2 separate regions of the Xenopus laevis genome follow, and region 2 is linked to region 1. A link is a contact called in public Hi-C data. All regions are on one chromosome and are shown on one strand. Each heading gives the region's core, a stretch centred on a gene start, on an enhancer-like site or on the middle of the called end of the contact. The rest is flanking DNA. Distances are from core to core; before and after follow the strand shown. Region 1 holds the start of pitpnm2.L (membrane-associated phosphatidylinositol transfer protein 2). Region 2 overlaps pitpnm2.L (membrane-associated phosphatidylinositol transfer protein 2).

Region 1 (5,220 bases), core at 1,633-4,132:
GTTAGGGACCTACTTGCTAGAATAATGACACAGATTAGCTAGAAACTGAAAGAGCATTTCCATTGCTTGCTTGCTTACCTAGGGTTAAATAGCAATAATCAATATATACCTATGCACAGGATCTTTTCGTCATTTAGATCTCCATACCTTAAGTCTACTAGAAAATCATGTAAACATTAAATAAACCCAATAGGCTGTTTTGTTTAATTAGGGATTAATTATATCTTAGTTTGGATCAAGTACAAGGTACTGTTTTATTATTACAGAGAAAAAGGGAATCATTTTTAAAACTTGGATTATTTGTATATAATGGAGTCTACGGGAGATGGTTTTTCCGTAATTCTGGATAACCGGTTTCTGGATAATGGATCCCATAACTGTATACATGCCCTGTCATAACTCCATTTGACACCCCAGAGATCTATATCATGAGAAAGTATTCCCAAAAGTGAGAATAACAAATATGCCCACATATTCAGTTGTGTCTCAAAGCTGCTGTACGAGCCTGAAAATACAGCATCCCCATGATAGTTAAGATATCTCCTCTGATGAGCCAATCTCTACCTCCTGGACAGCATTACAGTTAAACAGCAGGAGGGAAGACATAGCACAGCTGACATACTTAGCATTCGAGGAGTAGTTGGACCTTAAAATAATCTTTAAGTATGGTATAGACAGTGATATTCTACGACAATCTGCAACTGGTCTTCATTTGTTACTATTTATTTTTAATTAACTTTCCCTAAGCAGTTCTCCTGTGTGGAATTTCACCTATCTGGTAGTTTGATAGATGTGATGAAAATGAATATAAAAAGGACTGAATATTAAAAAAATATAGGAGGTAATAAGAAAACTGTAGCCTCTCAGGGTAACAGATTTTTGACTGCTGGGGGTCACTGACCCCATAACAAACGTGTAGCATTTTTAAACGAGAAGCGGAAAAGAGGCAGAACTGAAAGGCAATTCATGCAAAAAATAAAAAAAAGGGAAGACCAATAAAAATGGCTGAAAATAGGCCATTCTTTAACATACTAAAAGTTAACAAACACCAATGACATTTTTTACAGAAAGGTGTTTAATTCTCAGAGTACCAGATATATAAACAAAGAACAGGGAACTAAAAGACTCAGTGTATGCAGGATTATTACTGGAGAATCCTATTGCATTGGGATTTATTCTATGAGCCACTGGGAAATATTGGAAATATAGGTATGGGATCCGTTATCCACAAAGCTCTGAATTACGTAAAATGCCATCTCCCATCTCAATTTTATCCAAATAATCCAAGTTTTTTAAAATGTCCTTTTTCTCTGTAATAATAAAACAGTAGCTTGTACTTGATCCAAACTAATATATAATTAATCCTTGTTGGAAGCATAACCAGCCTTTTGGGTTTATTTAATGTTTACATGATTTTCTTGTGACTTAAGGTATGAAGATCTGTAAACCCGGAAAACCCCAAATGCCTAGCCTTCTGGATAACAGGTCACATACGTACAGATGTTTTGGGCAAGCAGCTTTCCTTTCCACTGTATACATGCTCATCATTTATCAAGAGACTACAATATAATATGGTAAGCCAGGGCAACCTGCAGACTTCACACCCTCAGAAAGGTTGGCCACAGTCTACCCGTCTGTCCTAGGCAAGTCAGCCGGCATGGAAAGACCATGTTCTAATATCAGTTAAATCTCAGTTAATATTACCAACATAAATGGATGAAGTAATGACAGTGGTAGCTGCAACATCACCATTGAAATAAATATAAAACATCATTTCTACAGGATCTATTCACCAGTTGGTGAGTCTCTGCCCTGCAGAGCCTGCAATCTAAAAATATTGTGTGAGTTACAGGTGGGTAAAACAGCTTGCGACCCAGCATCTAATACAGAAACGGCTCCCCCTCTTTTTTAAGTCAAAGATGAGGAATCTTTGTAAATAGCACAAAAATAGAATTGTTAATGCACATACTGATGAATGAGGCCATAGCCCCTAATAGCGTGCAATGTAGGCAGGGTTGGAAATGCATTACTATGGGTTTGCACACAGCGCTTCAGGCTAATCTCCCTGTTGCTGCCATCCCGAGTCATTTAACTCTTTCAGGTTTATGCTGACTGCCATTCATGTAGCCCCCAGACAAAGGCAGGATTGCAGAGCACAGAGCAGTGGCAAATGGGGTTGAGTTACTCCAGAGTGTAAGAAATGTGCAGCTCTGTATAATAATGTCATGTATAGACTGAGCTTCAGGCAATGGAATGTGGGTGGAAAGCCTAACAGGCAGTATTATATAATTCAGCCTTTGGGCAGACACATTCATACACACAGTACTCATTACACAGTACAATAGTCCCTATCTTTGTCCCTACCCCCATAGCAGAGGCTGCATGTAACAGATGTGAGCTCACAACAGGTTGTATTTGTACAATGGGAGATGCAGTCTGAATTCTCTCTCTATACAATATATATATATATATATACACACAGCTGCCCCAGACAGACTACAGATGTGCAATATGGCAGTAACAACCCATGTAACAACAGGTCCTCCTCCTCTATCTATAGTGTATGTAGCCAAGCATGGCATCTGCTGGACACAGGAGGGATCATTGCTAAACTACAACTCCCAGCATTCCCTTTGTCCGTGGCAGGGAGACGCAGAAAGTTGCAGCAGGTGTGTGGTGTGGCTGCAGTGTAAGTGAAGAAGCAGCAGTAGTGTGTGCGTGAGATGATATTGATGGGTGCAGTGTGCCACCTACCTCTGCTCGCCAGTGCCTCCCTTTGTTCATCCAGTAGAAGCAGAAGAATCAGTAAGACACACACAGGCCTAGAGCGGGCACAGTCGCTAGGGCTGCGCAGACACCAGCAGATCGGTGCGCCCCATCCCGGGGCTAAGCAAAGCCGGCCTGGCACATCGCACGCCGGGAGATCCCGGGTAAGTCTCGCATTGCACAAGCCGTGCCGCCGCTCCTCGTTGCTCTTCGCCTCCTCCTCACCTCCCGCAGCCGGGCGCCTTTTTTTTCGTATATATTCGGGAGCGAATGTGGGATTTGCTCGGTGCAGGAAAGAGACTGGTTTGACAGCTTCGGTATGAATCGACAAGACTGGCCCACAGCGCTGACACTGAGCCCGCATCACATTCCCTCACTGACAATAGGGAGGGGTTGAGAGAACAGCGGCGGTAAGCGCAATGTTACACTGACACCTGCTGGTGAAAGGTCGCTACTGCAGAGAGCAGTTGTGAGCTCTATACAGCCCCCTCGTGATGGTACCCTGGTACTGCACATTATACATCCCATGCTTACCTGCTCTTTGTGCTTATAGAGGCAGAAGCCAATGTCTAAAAGCATCTCAGACCCACAGACACGATTTAGTTGCACAAAGCATCCTCTGTGGCAAAAAAAAGTTGTGTCCATCCCATGGATGATGTGAAACTCAGCATGGGACAGGGTGCAGCAGTAGTGTAGTCAGTCCACTTAGAGCCAATCTCCAGAAATATGTATATGTATAAAATTCAATGAGCACAGTGTCCTGTATATGGGGCAAGCTCTTAGCAGGCCAGGGCAAAGGTATTTTGGCACCCTAGGCAAGGGCTTCAATCAGTGCAACTCCACCCACCCAGTCCTGCATTACCATTTCCCACATTACCATTCATATTGCCCCCTGTGCCTGTGCCAGCACCTATCATATTGCCCTATGTACCTGTACCAATGGCAGTTATTCCCTCAGATTGCTTCCAAGCCCCCAATCTGTACCTGACTGGTTAAGATGCGAATTGTAGAGCTGCTGAATAAAAAGCTAAATAACTCAAAATCCTTCAGTAATAAAAAATGAAAGCAAATAGTCTCAGAATATCACTCTCTACATCATACTGAAAGTTATCTCAAAGGTGAACAACCCCTTTAAGGCTAATGCCATATTGGCACACTTTGTGCCGGCCCAGTAATACAGGGATGCGGTAGCACATTAGGTCACTAGGAGCAGGTGATTATAGTTCATTAATAGAGTTAGATGCCTAATGTACATATGTGATATATTCTTCTATTATTCACTGTTGATTCTCATCTTCCTCAAAGGCACAAACAGGCGCATTCTCTCAAAATTTATATTTACTACAATCCTACTAATCATAGAGTTTCCTATCCAAGATGGAAGTAATTGCCCCAGAGGCCCTAATACCCATTGCTGAGACATCTTACAATCAGGCCCGGATTTCTGGAAAGGCCACCAAGGCCCGGGCCTAGGACAGCAGGATTTTTGGGGGCGGCAAGCTGCCCAACCACACTCACATTGGTTCAGAAACACTGGAAATGTGCAGGAGATACAATCGTTTTTACAATTTCCTGTGCACCAATTCCCAGTGCTCCGGTCCTGATGATGAAAATTTGTGTGAATTAAGGGGAGGGGACGGTGCAACAAACGGTAGCGGGCCTAGGGGCGCCCACTTTGTAAATCCAGCCCTGCTTATTACAATAATGAAGCCTCTGTACAAGCAAGTACAGCTTATAAATAAAATAGCATTTCTTATACACTGTAAGCTCTAATGAGCAGGGTGCTGTAATGAGATTGGCCCTGTATGGGTCAGTATTTGTAGAATGAATGTAACTGTATGTTTCATGTTTCACTCAGCGGCTATTATAGTTGGACGAGGCAGAACTTTGTGAAGTTTATGTAGTTTGTCCCATAGGAAATAAATACGTGTTTATAGTCCAGGGTACAATAATCCATGTAAACTGGCCAACTATTCACTTAGTGTTTATGTGTGATGAGCTTTTTATGAGAGAGTATTTTGAAATATTACAGTGTATTATATTATGAGTATGTTGTTTCTCATGAGAGGCTGATGTAATTTTTCACTTCCTTCTCTTAGCCTTTTATTGCAGGTCTGTTGTAATACTTTCAGCCACAGACTAATGAGAGTGCTGGGCTCAGGGCCCTTGAGAATCCTCCAGTTCAAAGGGGAACTATTGTGAAAATGAAACATAAGCTTCAGCATACTGAAATAAGAAACTTTCTAAATACAAACAATTAAATATTCAGTACCGTTTCTGAAATAATCAAGTTTATCTTCACTATCCCTCTATCAGCATCTGTTTCTCCTCATTCTGTCTTCATGCAGCAGTTGGGTGTCAGATAATCATTGACAGTTAGATCCAATATTTCTTATAGGGGGGCTCCTTTTGCCTAGAAGATGTATTAGAGCTCACTCTTTTAAAATCACCAGA
Region 2 (5,254 bases), core at 1,926-4,425, 44 kb before region 1:
GCTTATTGGCCCGTGTATGGGGCCCCCCCAACGGGCTTCCCCGATCGACATCTGTCCTGCGATCCGACCGCCCGTCAGGCATCGTTAGGATCCGATCGTTGGGCCCACGATTGGATCAGCCCGATATTGCCCACCTCAAGGTGGGCATATCGGAGGGAGATCCGCTCGTTTGGCTACATCGCCAAACGAGCGGATCTCTCCATGTATGGCCACCTTTACTTGGGTTGGTGTTAAGATAATTAAGATTATTATCCTTTTCTGGCTCCACTAGTTCCAGTGTTCAAAAGGGGAACAAAATTCCTTTCCATAACCAGTCTCAGAAAAGTTAAGAGAAGCTCTCATGAAGACACTGGGAGTTGTAGCTCAAAAAGAGTTTTAAGGTGACTTATTGGTCAGGTTCACAACTACTCATTCCAAATTAAGGTAACAAATATAAAGATTGCAGGCCGCACAGTTGTTGCATTCACATTTCATAGCAAAAGGGGACTTGCCCTGAATTGCCCCACAATGCATTGCACCATTCTCTGACATTATAGAAATGACTGAATACATATAGAAGGCTGGCAGTTTAACAGCATCAAGCAGAAGTAATAGGCATTAACTTGCAGAGTGCAGACGAGCGTGTTGCATGGAGTGTGCCCAATCCTTTGGTGCAGTTATTGCTTACCATCCTTGTTCATGACCAGAGAGAAGCTGTATGCACCACACAGGAAGCCAGATCCATGTTTACAGACAGGGAGGAAAGCGATAGGGACTTCAATTTATGTATCCACCAACTCTCCCGTTGCAAGGTGCGGTTAGTTAGCCACAGCCACATTGGAGAGGGGGGGATCTAACTAACAGCACCTTGCAACGGGAGAGTTGGTGAATACATAAATTGAAGTCCCTATCACCAAATGGCCTAAATGTTGATTTTAATCTATGAGCCTTTTTAATATAAAATCTACTTTGTATATACTACATTTTAAATATGTCAGTTTCTCTAGGACTTAATTTATGTGATTCTAAAAAAAGAATATGTTCGAGGAACATTTGTTCTTTGAAATAGGTATTTTGTAATTGTAATGAAGTAGAGGTAAATATAAAATGTTTCAATTTACACTGTTAGGATATAATCTTCCTAAGGAACTTTTTGGGACTTTGTAAATGTTTCTGATAAAGTTTGGACTTTTTGAATATGTGGACATTTAAGAGTGGATAGAGGAAACAGATCGTCATCGCTCTATGAGGAAGCCTATCGTGGCGAATATCGGAAGGAATCCCGCACATGCGCAATTGGACTGAGGGAACGCTACAGTGATCCGCGCACATGCGAAACACGCCGCGGAGAAATCAGGCCCGCTCTAAATTCTGGTCCACAGCAGAAAGGACGCTGCGTGTTTGGTTTTTAAAAGGCTCTTTAAAAGAGAAAATTTATAAGTACAATATATTTATTAAAGCTATTTTAAAAAACTTTTCCACACATGCCACTTTTATTGTTGTCCACAAGGAAGGATCTGGGAAGATAAAGTCCAATTCAATGTGCAAGTTTTTATTGTGAACGTCTGTGAGTATAATCAAGCACTGAAACGGGGACACATGCCTACCTTCTAACATTTTCAAAACCTTTAAAACCTCTATCTCATATCTAGCACAAACGCACTTTAATTTGATGGTGATTGAAGTATGTATCACTTACACTAATTCCTTTTCTCTTGGCAATTTGAGCTATTCACTGATAGTGTGTGAGTGTAATCAGTTTGAGGTGTAAATATACCTAAGAATGCTACACTATATATTTTTTCTTGTTTTTTTCCCCTCCGTATCCTCTTTTGAGGTACGATCTGTGACTTTCTTCTGGAACTTTTGAACTATTGTTTTGGGGGTTGGAGAGAACCTTCGCTGTTACCGAACTGGAGAACACATTTGGTTTGAAACTTTTCACCGTATTATTGTACTTCTAGAAGCCACTCGATGGATAAAAGATGAGCTTTATTTCAACAGTTTAAAAACATCCGAAATCCTGACACGTTTATTTTGCTGTCAAAGTTCACCCTAACAAGCTTTCAGGAATGGTTGACCTTTGGCTTTTGGCCATTAATGGGCCATTAAACAGCTTGGGAACCACTGTCCTAGCTTTACCAGGGTTAGATAAGAGAGGACCTTGGTAAATGCAAGAAGAATTAAGCTGGACAGAGACGTGTAGAAAATTTACCTTTTTATCAGACGAACAATCGTTCAGGGACATTTCCCGACCTGCCACTAACCATTCAGATCAAATAAAGTAGTAAAAGAACAGATCAGACCATGTTCTGCCCCTGACAGCAATCGTAAGAAAGTTATGTCCGACAAAAGCTAGTGACAGTCTCCCACTGACATTGTCAGATCTGTAATACATGCAGAGGAGATATTATCTGTAGCCGACAGAAATTTTCTAATCTGTACGATCATCTGAAAGACCGATCACCATGGCACGAAAAATGCCGGAACACTCCACACCTGGACCAAAAATCATACGAAACTGAGATTCGTGCGATCAAATCTTTGCGTCTATGGCCAGCTTAAGGATTTAATTAGAGTGAAATCAATATATAATCACGGATGTCCAACCTTCAACTGCAACCCCCATAAAATGTTGGCAGAATCTTGTGACTTGTAATTTAACAAACTGCAGCGGACCATATGACTGATATCCATGATGTACAGTGTGTACAGAAAATATTTAACAACTGTTGTACAATAGCTTTTTGAAACACGTTTCCTTCTGGGGCTGCTTCAGATATGGAAGCCTATCTGGGGGCTTCTTCAGATCTGGAGGCTAACACCTCTCTGCCCCACCCTAAAACTATCCCTGACTAATTTCATAAGAACAACAAGCTTTGTGCCAATGCAGATGCCTGTGCATGTTTATTTAAACCTTTGATGTGCATGAAGGCATTAATGAATAAAACCAAGGTATGATTTTCTTGTCTAGCATTCAATATTAATACTGCTTTGCATTCCAGATGTCCCCAATTAAAGCAGCAGACAGCAATGAAACTACAGAATGAGAACACATGTGCACAGACAATATCAGGGATCATGTGCATATGACTTTAATTATTTTTTTCTTCTTGCAGTATCTAGTAGTTTCCCAGAGGTGGCAGTACCCTGTTACTTTGAACCTGCTAAACACATGTTAAATTGTACATCTAGGAAGCAGAGTTAGCACAAATTAATGGATTGTCTGACCTTTGTAGCTCATGACAAAAGCAGATCATATAAGTGTATTCCCTAGTGGCACAAACAAAAGTATTATACCAAAACACGTCTGTGGATGGGCAAATTGCACTAGTTTGGTCATTCAGGAAGTAAGCCAGAGGCAGGTAAAGATGAATATACAGGGTATTCTGATTAGCACCCATGTGTGTGTATGTTTAGGAAACAGATCCTCAGTGTTAAAAGAGCTGAATTCGTATTGCTTCCTTTACTTTGCCTTTGAGCTTCGTAACTATCAGTTATATTCACTTTAAGGGGTAGTTCACCATTAGGGCAATGCCACATGTAGCCTTTTGTCTCCTATGGGCAAATAAAACAAAATACCTTTTAGGAGATCGCCACTTTACAAGCAGTGATCTGGCTTAAAGAAGAAGAAGGTCTTGTTTCTTAAGGTGGCTATAGACGCAAAGATCTGCTCGTTTGGCGACATCGCCAAACGAGCGGATCTTTCCCCGATATGCCATCAACGAGCATGGCTATATCGGGGGGTAACCTGAACGTTCGGCCATATGGCCGAACAATCTGATTACAATGCCCAATGGGCTCCGGCGGGATAGATCGGGTCAAAATCAAACCAGTCCGATCGACCAATCTCCGCCGGACGAAAAATGGTGGCACACTCCACACACGATCCAAAAATCATACGAATCCTCGATTAGTATGATAGGATCTTTGTGTCTATGGCCACCTTTACAAAGACATACTTAATTCCACAGATTGAAAGGAAACTATGATAGACTTGCAGGGGCCAGTTCCCCTCCCCCCTTGACTCACAGAGTGATCCAATCCCAACCTTACTTTCTTCTGTTGTGAAGTGATGGATTCTGGGACTTGAAGTCCTTCTGCTTTCCAGAGAATCTGTATACCACCCACTATGGAAAGAATCTATCACTTTACAAGGGAAAAAAGCAGGGTTAAGGGGAAGTGTTAACACTGTTAGCCTAAGGGGGTAAGGAACTGCTCCCTTTGAGCAGAGACAGACTATCATGGTTTCTTTTCAATATCTGGAATCCAAAGATACAATTATATTTATTTCGAATAGCATTACCAGATCACTTGAAATTCAGGAAAACATCTAGAAAATGCCGCTAGAAGGGCTTCTGTGATTGCAATTTAATTTAAATGAATTGTTCAGTGTAAAAATAAAAACTGGGTAAATAGATAGGCTGTGCAAAATAAAAAATGTTTCTAATATAGTTAGTTAGGCAAAAATGTAATGTATAAAGGCTGGAGTGATTGGATGTCTCGCATAATAGCTAGAACACTACTTCCTGCTTTTCAGCTCTCTTGGTTTACATTGACTGGTTACCCTGGTCAGAGACTTGAGGGGAGGCACATGGGTCATATCAGTTGCTTTTGAATCTGAGCTGAATGCTGAGGATCAATTGCAAACTCACTGAACAGATATGTACTATGTGGGTCCCCTTCAAGTCGCTGACTAAATCAGAGTTATTAAAGAGAACCGAAAAGCAGGAAGTAGTCTTCTGGCTATTATGTTTGACATCCATGTTTTGACACCTGATTTTTCTAGTAATCTAGTAACCTTAAATTTATATAGTGTTTATGTACAGTTTTCACATAACCCAAACTGAATGGGCTTGTTTGTATATTTGCCCTTTAACAGTAAATTTACCCTTTAAGTTTTTACAGTCACTCCACCTTTGTTTAGTGGTTACCTTTACCAACCTGCAGTTCTTCTTTCTTCCAGCCTCAAGTGCTATTTTGGGTGTATAAAACCCAAACAGAATATAAATTTATTGGGAGATGAACCTACTTGGCACTTACACTGTTCACACCCTAGTGCAGCGATACAAACAAATAATACATACAAGAGCTATGTGATATACATGCTCTACCATCCCCAAACACTTTTTTTTTAAAAAAAAAAAAACATGTATGAAGCTTACTATCCTACTATCAATACATTAGCAGTAAACACCCCCATTTGCAGGGTCACACAATTAATGAGAAAGCTAAGTGTTCTGAGTGAAATTATCTGCAGACTGCAGCTAATTAT

Evidence for each region. A called contact is a pair of places that touch in the nucleus more often than the background predicts.
Region 2: a Hi-C map of the XL177 cell line shows a contact between it and region 1, with 2.0 times the contacts expected there. The contact joins the enhancer-like site here to the promoter of pitpnm2.L in region 1. A contact is called at or near these places in 2 of 4 Hi-C or Micro-C datasets (the XL177 cell line and animal cap).

What each region holds. Positions count from the first base shown.
Region 1 is chr1L:175,001,196-175,006,415 of Xenopus_laevis_v10.1, reverse strand. pitpnm2.L (membrane-associated phosphatidylinositol transfer protein 2) reads right to left here and starts at 2,882. Exons shown (of 24, transcript XM_041567503.1): 1 at 2,755-2,882. LOC121395035 (a long non-coding RNA gene) reads left to right here and starts at 2,793. Exons shown (of 3, transcript XR_005962194.1): 1 at 2,793-2,930.
Region 2 is chr1L:175,045,817-175,051,070 of Xenopus_laevis_v10.1, reverse strand. All of the region lies in intron 2 of pitpnm2.L (membrane-associated phosphatidylinositol transfer protein 2), which reads right to left. Among protein-coding and RNA genes, the nearest start is that of LOC121395035, 45 kb to the right of the region's middle. Within about 2 kb of position 3,175, at least 1 of the 7 cell types and tissues checked has an H3K27ac peak or open chromatin away from gene starts, as enhancers often do.